Linked DNA regions of Macaca mulatta: region 2 is linked to region 1. The links are chromatin contacts, called in public Hi-C maps. All regions are on one chromosome and are shown on one strand. Each heading gives the region's core, a stretch centred on a gene start, on an enhancer-like site or on the middle of the called end of the contact. The rest is flanking DNA. Distances are from core to core; before and after follow the strand shown. Region 1 holds the start of MPC2 (mitochondrial pyruvate carrier 2). Region 2 holds the start of TIPRL (TOR signaling pathway regulator).

Evidence for each region. A called contact is a pair of places that touch in the nucleus more often than the background predicts.
Region 2: a contact with region 1 is called in a Hi-C map of fetal cortical plate, with 3 times the contacts expected there. The contact joins the promoter of TIPRL here to the promoter of MPC2 in region 1. A contact is called at or near these places in 2 of 14 Hi-C or Micro-C datasets (fetal cortex germinal zone and fetal cortical plate).

Annotation. Positions count from the first base shown.
Region 1 is chr1:25,466,948-25,471,131 of T2T-MMU8v2.0, reverse strand. MPC2 (mitochondrial pyruvate carrier 2) reads left to right here and starts at 2,796. Exons shown (of 5, transcript XM_015125250.3): 1 at 2,796-3,060. The coding sequence starts at 2,952. DCAF6 (DDB1 and CUL4 associated factor 6) reads right to left here and starts at 2,556. Exons shown (of 21, transcript XM_077999227.1): 1 at 2,280-2,556.
Region 2 is chr1:25,707,042-25,711,723 of T2T-MMU8v2.0, reverse strand. It overlaps TIPRL (TOR signaling pathway regulator), which reads right to left and starts at 2,247. Exons shown (of 6, transcript XM_077999478.1): 1 at 2,028-2,247. The coding sequence starts at 2,131.

The sequences.
Region 1 (4,184 bases), core at 1,547-4,046:
AGTAACTGAACCAAAGGAAAACACTAAAATATAGAACTGTATACAAGTACTTAAACTGTCCAACTGACATAAAGGACCAAATTATCAATGTATTCATGCAAAACAACGTTAACATTTGTTTTATTAAGCTAAAATTAAGTTCTCTCTCCACAAATAAATTCTAAAAGAAATATTGCACACTTTTTTTGGCAAATAGTTTAAAAAAGCAGACTCTAGCTATGTTCAATTTTAAAATGATTAATCACCACTCTAGGTACTTATCCTACAACAAATGCACAAAAGCTTGTACAATGATGTTCATTACAATGCTGTAAGGGCGAACGTCCACTTAAAGAAGAATGGTTGAGTACACTACGGTACTTCATAATGTTACATACTATGTAATAATTTAAAAGACATAATCTATTTTTACTGCCATGGAAAGATCTCCAAAACCTGGAGAAGTTAAAACAATGTTTACGATATGACACCATGTATTCAGGTGTCTCTCTCACACACACACACATATACACACACACCACACACACACCCTAGCATTTGTACATATACATACGTACTTGTAAGAATGCAAACAAAAAGGTCTGGAAGAATATTCAGAAAACAGAAAATATTATTTCTAAGGGTGGCGAAGTGAAATTGAATGGGAGGGATCAAAGGGATTTTTGCTTCATTTTTATTGAGCTTCTACAAACAAAATGTATTCGTATTTTACTTGAGACACTAAAAAGCAAGAATTAAATTGCATGCTAACTTTTCTTAAATAATTTACAAACCAGAACTGTTGGCTGTAATGAGATTTCATTTTCTTCTCTTTACTTGAAATCAAAAACAAATGACAGCAACAAACACTTTTTACCTAGCAAATGGCAAAACTGTAAAGAAAAATTTTGTTTGATGTTGTTTGCCATATCTCCAAATAGAAAGAGTAATGAAGAGTATACAGGAAGAAACAAAAAAGACCTTTACTAAGTACGTCCATTTTTACGAAACCAAACTTTTTAGTTGACTCGGGCGTGACCCAGAATCCTCAAAAAAAAAAAAAATGTTATGCAAAACGAAAAAAGTGGAATACTGTTCCCTCAAGTATTGAAGGTTGTTTTTAGAAAGCTTAACTAAGAAACTGTAAATGCCAAGTGTGTTTTCCAGGGGTGGGAAAAGGAACGTGAAACCTTACACCACCTTTAAGCGGTCAAAACGAACTGAAGAACAGAGTGGAACTGGGAGAGCGCGCGGGGGTGGGGAGAGCTCAGCTATCACTTTTAGGTTTTGGCTCAGCGCCGCAAGAACAGTTTACACGGATTCTGTCTGGAGCGTGAAGTCCCTGAGGGTGGTCAACGCGTCGCAGCCGACACCTAAACCCTCTTGAGATCGAAGACGAGGGTGGGCAACAACTTAGGTTCTCCGGCTCAGCGGGGAGAGCGCGCTGGAAAAGAGCAAAAGAGCTAACTTTTGCTCTAAACGCGGCAGCTCCTGGAGGTTCCGCAAGTCCCCCGAGTCCCAACCTATTAGCGACCCCAACACCCTTACAAGCCAGTACCTTCTGCCCTCGGCCCGGCCCTCCGAGGAAAACCCAGCAAGGGCGGCGGCTGGCAGCAAGCATAGGGGGCTTGACTGGGGGAGGCACCGCCACGGGATTCGGCGACCGAGGCCCCACCCAACACCCCAGAGTCTCGGGGCACCCTCGCCGAGACGCTGTCCCACCTCCAACAACCCCGGCAGTGCGCCCCCTCCCCCACTCTGGGCGGCGACCTCAGCGCCTCCGCCCCGGGGCCCCCGCTCACCCAGGTAGCGGCTCCGCAGCCGGGACGGGTCCTCCAGCCCAAGGGACCTTTTCCTCACGTCCCACAACAGGTGTGGGCAGGAGCCACCCCGAGACATGGCTCTGCCTGAGCCGGGTGGGAGGGGAGACCACCGCGTGGGGGAGGGGAAGAGGGGGAGGGGACACCGGATCAACACCCGAGCCGCACCGGCACCATCCGCGCGCCGGGCCTCCAGGGCGCAGCGTTAGATGGCGGTGGCAGCAGCGGCGCCTGGGCCCCCGAAGCCCGGCCGCACCCGGGCCGGAGCTCGCCTCATACTCTCCTTCTTAGACTAACCAGAACATCCAAAGATCAGCAACAGTCTCCTCCCTCGGCCCCCCTCCAACAGGAGGAGGCGGAGGCGGAGGCGATGGCGACTCCTCCCTCTCCTCGTCCTGGATACCCTCCCCGCCAACCCTTTCTCGCGAGATGACGACCACCTCGGGGACTGAGGCTGGTGTGTGCCGCGGCTGCCCTCACCGTGGAAAAATGCATTCGGGCCACTCTAACCAGATTCTTAAGTCGCTAGGGATAAAAGAGGAGTAGAGAGAGAAGCGACTCAATTCTGTAGTCTCTCGCTCACGAGTCTCCAGTCAAAAGAAGCAAAAGAATAGTGCAGCATCATCTTTAGGCACTGAAGGCCCGAAAAGCCCATTTTAACTACGGGCCTGCTTAGTCAAAGTTAAGGGGCAGTAGAGCCGGCGCAGCTTCACTTTCCCTTCTCCAACATGGCCTCGAGGGCAGCGGGGAGAAAGAGGAGGTTCCGCTGCACCCCGCCCGCGCCTCGGGGCGGGCCAATCATGGCGGGCAGCTCAGTCTGCGCAAGCGCGCTGCCAGGAGGGCGCTGGGCGGACTCGGTGAGGTGATTATTTTGGCACCTGTTGCCGAGGCTCCTCCTCCCTCTCTCCTGCCGGGGCGGAGGCGGACCAGGGGCGGGCCGTTGGCAGCCTCCGCCCCCTCAACCTTCGCGGGGTGCGGGCGGCAGCTTTTTGGTTCACAGCCGGGCAGCGAGAACCGCGGGAAGGGCTCTCCAGGCGAGAGACGGACGCCAGGCGTCGTGGCAAGGAAAAGTGACTAGCTCCCCTTCGTTGTCAGCCAGGGACGAGAACAGAGCCACGCTCCCACCCGGCTGCTCACGATCCCTCGGCGGCGATGTCGGCCGCCGGTGCCCGAGGCCTGCGGGCCACCTACCACCGGCTCCTCGATAAAGTGGAGCTGATGCTGCCCGAGAAATTGAGGCCGTTGTACAACCATCCAGCAGGTAATGGACCCTGAATGGCTCGTTATCGAGACCTTCCTTCCCCCTTCCTCTAAAATGGACCTTTTAGAGGCCCTCTGACAACTGCCACTAGAGGCATCCCACAGCCCCAACTCCTTCCTTCCCCTCAGGTGAAGCCGTTTACTCTCCTAGCCTCTGCATTTCACCCTCTCTCCTGCAACATCTCTTCCTAAGCCAACGTATCTCAAGTCAGCGCCCTTCCCCACCTATGTGACATCCGCTCCCTTACGCACGACTCCAACCCAAACCTGACCTCCAAATTTGAGCCTTCTCAGCTTCTGCGGCCACGAAAGTGTCTGCAGCCACCATGAAACACTCATTCTCTTTCTCTTTTCGAATTGTGGCATATTAACCCACGCTAGGCAGAGCTGGGTGGGTGGCTTGTCGCACTGTAGGGTTTGGAGTAAAGGTCACACTTTCTTCAGCTACTGCTGGCAGAGGCCTGCAGACTGAGCCCTCCCCCAAACTGCATGCTTTACTTCATCCAGGGTTGTCAGTGTCATTTCTCATCCCATAGGTCCAGTGTGTTTCTTTAAGTCTGTCCTTATTTATGAAATTGTTGAACAAGCTCTACCCAGAGTTTTTTGTGTGGACAGACCTGGATTTCATTCTCTTCTACCACTTATTATAGTTGTGACCTTGAGCAAAAGCCTAGATCTCTGTTGTGTAATATGCGGTCTGCGAGAATGACAGATAACATATGTGCTTGACTCTTTGTAAATGCTCAGTAAATGTTACATCTCTCTTGGCCTACTGGAAAACTTGTGTTCTTGTGGTTAAAAAAAAAAAAAAAACTCTATAAGAAACAAACATTCCAATGCCTTAAGATCTAGAATTCTGTTACCTCTTCTCTAAAGTGAGTTGTAATAATACTTATTTGGCTAGAGGCTAACATCAGATATATTCTGAGGTCTCTTTCAAGCCTAAGACTTGGCAAACTAGAAAATGTGTTGTAAATTGAAAGACTGAAGTGCTACCCGAAAAGTGGCTTTTTTTCTCCTACATAGTTAAAATCTGTATTCTGCAGTTGGTATCATTAGGAAAGTTGTCTAGTTCCCCCATTATCTGATTATGAACCGGCTCTCTGTAGTCTGAACTGGTTACTA
Region 2 (4,682 bases), core at 998-3,497, 240 kb before region 1:
AAGAGCAAAACTCCTCTCAAAAAAAAAAAGAAAGAAAAAGAAAATTAAAAATAAATAAATCAATAAAAATACAAAAATTAGCCAGGTGTGTTGGCATGCGCCTATAGTCCCAGCTACCAGGGAGGTTAAGGCAGGAGAACCACTTTAACCTGGAAGGCGGAGGTTGCAGTGAGCTGAGACTGCACTACTGCACTCTAGCCTGGGCCACAGAGTGAGACTGTCTCAAAAATAAAAACAAAATAAAAAGTAAATAAAAGTTATACAAGGCTAGGCACAGTGGCTCACGCCTGTAATCCCGGCACTTTGGGAGGCCAAGGCAGGTGGATCACCTGAGATCTGGAGTTCAAGACCAGCCTGACCAACGTGGAGAAATCCCCGTCTCTATTAAAAATCGAAAAAAAAAAAGTTATATAAAAAAAGAAAAGACAGTTATATAGAGGAAAACCTCAAAAAAATAATTCAATTTGTGGTGGGATGAAGGGAAATTTTTTCCTTTATTTTTTGTATTTTTCTAATTTTTTTCAGTGAGTCTACTAGAATATCAACACTTATTTTCTTAAATTAGGAAGCAAGCATCGTTTCATGACTTTCCTCTCTTCCCTGGTCACTCCCTCTGCTCAAATCTTAAAATGCAAGTGCTCACTTAGGGTTCTATTTTATGACCTTTTCCTCTGGATGACTTCTAGATACTTTAATTCATTCCCAAAGCTCCAGGTACCAAATATAAGCAGATAATTCCCAAACTTAAACGTCATCTTTTTTGAGCTCCAAGATAAATATATCTAAATGCCTACTAAACATCTCCACTTTATGACCTATACCCACCTCACATTTCAGTAAACTAAACTCATCCTCTATCCAACACCCAGCCCCCATCTGCTCCTCCTCCTCCAATGCTTCTCATCTTGTTCAAAGGCAATACTATACATGCAACAATCCAAGCCAGAGATCTTGTCATTAGCATAGACTCTTCCTTTATTTCTCCTCCCATCAACTGGCCATCCCAGGGACTTCATCTTCTAAAACCTATCTTCTCTCTTACTAACTGGTCTCCTTCCCATCCCTGCGGACCAGCAATCCAGCCTCAACATGGCCTCCAGAGAAATCTTTCAGAGCCTACATCTGATAATGCAGCTCCTTCGGATAAAATTACACCCAGTGGTTGTTAGAGAAAATTGAAAATTCCTTAGCCTGGCATAAAAATTCCCCAGTATCTTGATTCCCCTGGGGCCTACCTCTCATTTCTCACAACACCCTCTATGGTACCTCACGCTCCAATCACACGGACACAGATCTTTAAACACATCATAGCTTTCACTCTCCCGGAGCCTCTGGCTTTACAGGCGTCCCCTGATTCCCCTAAATTTTGTCAAGATTCAGCCCAGGCATCAAAAACGCATTACAACTCACTCTGCCTGACCTGGTGGCATGCACCTATCCACAGTCCCCAGCAACGATTTTATCAAGATTCAGTTCAGGCATCCCAATTTCCTAGGTGGTTCGAGTCCCTAAAAGACCTCAAATCACTCCGTGTATATATCTTCATTACATTTATTCACGCTGTAATATAATTGTCTGTCTCACGAGACTGTGAATTGAGGCGCACGTTGTCTTTTACATTTCCTATCTCAAGCGCCAGGCACAGCACCTGACGTGCCAAAAACCAAACTTATAAATCATCCCCGTTATTAACCCCTAAGAAAACAGGCAACAACCACCCAGAAAGAAAGGTGGTGCAGGCTGAGGCAGGAGGAGACGTTTGGTGAGCGGAACGTCCACCAGCACAGCCACACTCTACTCAAACCCAGGCGGAGTGACAGTTCACGAAAGCAGCTCCTGGCGATCCCCAACCAAAGGGTCCGGAAGTGTGGCTGGATTATTTATCGAAGTTGTCAATCAAAAGTCCGGTCCGGAGGGACAGAACCTCCGCCTCAGGGGAAAGGGGAGGGGCTGCGCGGAGTTCGCCCTGCCTCCCTCCCTAGGCCAGCAACCGGCCAGCGCCCAGACCCCGTGCCCCGAAGCCTCACTTCTCCACATCTGCCGACTTCATGATGTGGGTCTTGGACGCCGTCAGCTTCCAGGGCCCGAAGCAGAAATCCCGGTGGCTGCTCTGGAAGCCGTGGATCATCATGGCTGAGGCAGGACCCGCAGAGGCCGCAAGAAATAGGCTGAAGCAGCGGCAGCGGCGAACACCGGTTCCTCCGCCTTCCTCCGGCCCAGCCTCCTAGGCTTTCGAGCCGTTACCATGCCCGGCCCCGCCCCCTGCCGGCCGACCCGGACGCTGGCTCTGCTTCCCGTCTTCTCCGCCCCTTTGCTTTTTGCTTCCGGGACTAGTTGCTGTGGTTGCGTGACCCACGTCTTGCGTTACGACGCTCCGGAAAAAAGGAAAAAGGAGAAAGTTTGAAGGGAGGCACTTGGGTTGCAGAAGGTGTGGTTAGGATCGCACCGCCCTCATAAACTTGTTGGGTGACGTCATCTCGAAGGATTGTAGGGACTGCCAGGGAAGGGGAGGATGGCTCTCACTTGATCCTTACAGACCTCAAAGCAGTGTAATTATCTCGTGTGTTAGTGAATCGTGTTACAGAGGAAATTTTTGTTTTGAGGTCAAAAAGGAAGTGATCCCACAGAGTTTAGGAAATACAGCACCAACAAGATTTAGAAGTGTCCATCTCGCCACTCTTGACTATGACCAACTCCTATCAAAAACTGTATCCTCGTAGATATGCCAAGACTTTCCATGGTCTACTTGCTATGTAGGCACCCAGTATAGTGGAAACAACACAGCCTACTTAGTGCTAAATCTGCTTTTGCAACACTATTGTGTGAATCCTTGGGCAAACCGCTTATCTAACGATTTTAGGCTTCAGTTGCCTCAAAATGAGATGATTTTGTTAATGGAAAAAAAAAACTCTGTAAAAGGTTTTAAAGAGATTTATTCTCAACCAATATGAGTCACCATGGCTCGCGGAATAGTCCCAAGAGGTCCTGAGAAAGAGCATCCGAAGCGGTGGCGTTACTGTTTGTTTTATACATTTTAGGGAGTTGGGAATTGCTGGTAAAGTAAGTCAATATATGGAAGATATACATTGGTTCAGGCTAAGGAAGTGGGATGTCTTGAAGGAGAGGCTTACAGATCATAAGTGGATTGAAAGATTTTCTGATCGGCAATTTGTTGAAAGATTTAAGCTTTGGTCAGGTGAGGTGGCTCCTGCCTATAATCCCAGCATCTTGGGAGGCCTAGGTGGGAAGATTGCTTGAGTCCAGAAATCTGAGACCAGCGTGGGCAACATAGTGAGGCCTCATTTCTACAAACCATTTTAATTAACTGTATATGATGGCATCTGCCTGTAGTCCCAGGCTACTTGAGAGGCTGAGGTGGGAGGATCTTGAGCCCCAGAGGCTGCATTGAGCCATGATCATGCCACAGCACTCATGCCTGGATGAGCAAGACCCTGTCTCAAAAACAAACAAAAACAAAAACACAGGCCAGGTGCAATGGCTGAAGCACTTTGGGAGGCGAAGGCGGGTGGATCACCTGAGGTCGGGAGTTCAAGACCAGCCTGGCCAACATGGTAAAACCCCATCTCTACTGAAAATACAAAACTTTGCTGAGCACGGTGGTGGATGCCAGCTGGCAATCCCAGCTACTAGGGAGGCTGAGGCAGGAGAATCACTTGAACCCGGGAGGCAGAAGTTGCAGTGAGCTGAGATGGTGCCACTGCACTCCAGCCTGGGCGACAGAGTAAGACCTTGTCTCAAAAACAAACAAACAAACAAAAAACAGTGTTAAGCTTTGTCTAAAGACTTGAAGTCAATAGAAGGGAATGCTTAAGAAAAGGGAGTCTGCTATCTGTCATGTGATGCTACACCAGTCAGGTTGGAAAGTAAGGCACACTATACCATTGCACATAAAAAAACATTTAATGAGATTTTATGGTTTGTAGGGCATGACTTAATCCTTGCCTTGCATGGCCATAGGTCTTGTTTATTTGTACTTATTTATTTATTTTGAGATGGAGTCTCACTCTGTCGCCCAGGCTGGAGTGCAGTGGCGTGATCTCAGCTCACTGCAACCTCCGTCTCCCTGGTTCAAGCAATTCAGCCTCCCAAGTAGCTGGGACTACAGGCACGCGTCATCTCGCCCAGCTAATTTTTGTATTTTTAGTAGAGATGGGGTTTCACCATATTGGCCAGGCTGGTCTCGAGCTCCTGACCTCGTGATCTACCTGCCTCAGCTTCCCACAGTGCTGGGATTACAGGCGTAAGCCACCGCGCCCAGCCTAGGTCTTGTTTATAGTATGGTATCATATTGCCACAGAGTGTTTTGTCAGTCTTATGATCTCTAGTTTAACCTTAATGGTGGTCAGTTGTGCCTCAACTCTAAAAGGGAGAAGGTATAGAGGTGTGTCTGACCTCTCTTCCCATCTTGGCCTGGAATTCAGTTTTTAAGGTTTTTCTGAGGTTCCCTTGGCCAAGATTGGGTCTTGTTTTCTATCTAAAATTTCTTTTTATTAAAAAAAATTTTATTTTTAATTTTTATGGTACATAATAGACATATTTATGGGGTATATGAGATATTTTGATACAGGCAAGCAATGTGTAACAATCACATCAGGGTGAATGGGATATTCATCACCTTAGACATTTATTATATTTTTGTGTTGCAAACATTCCAATTATAC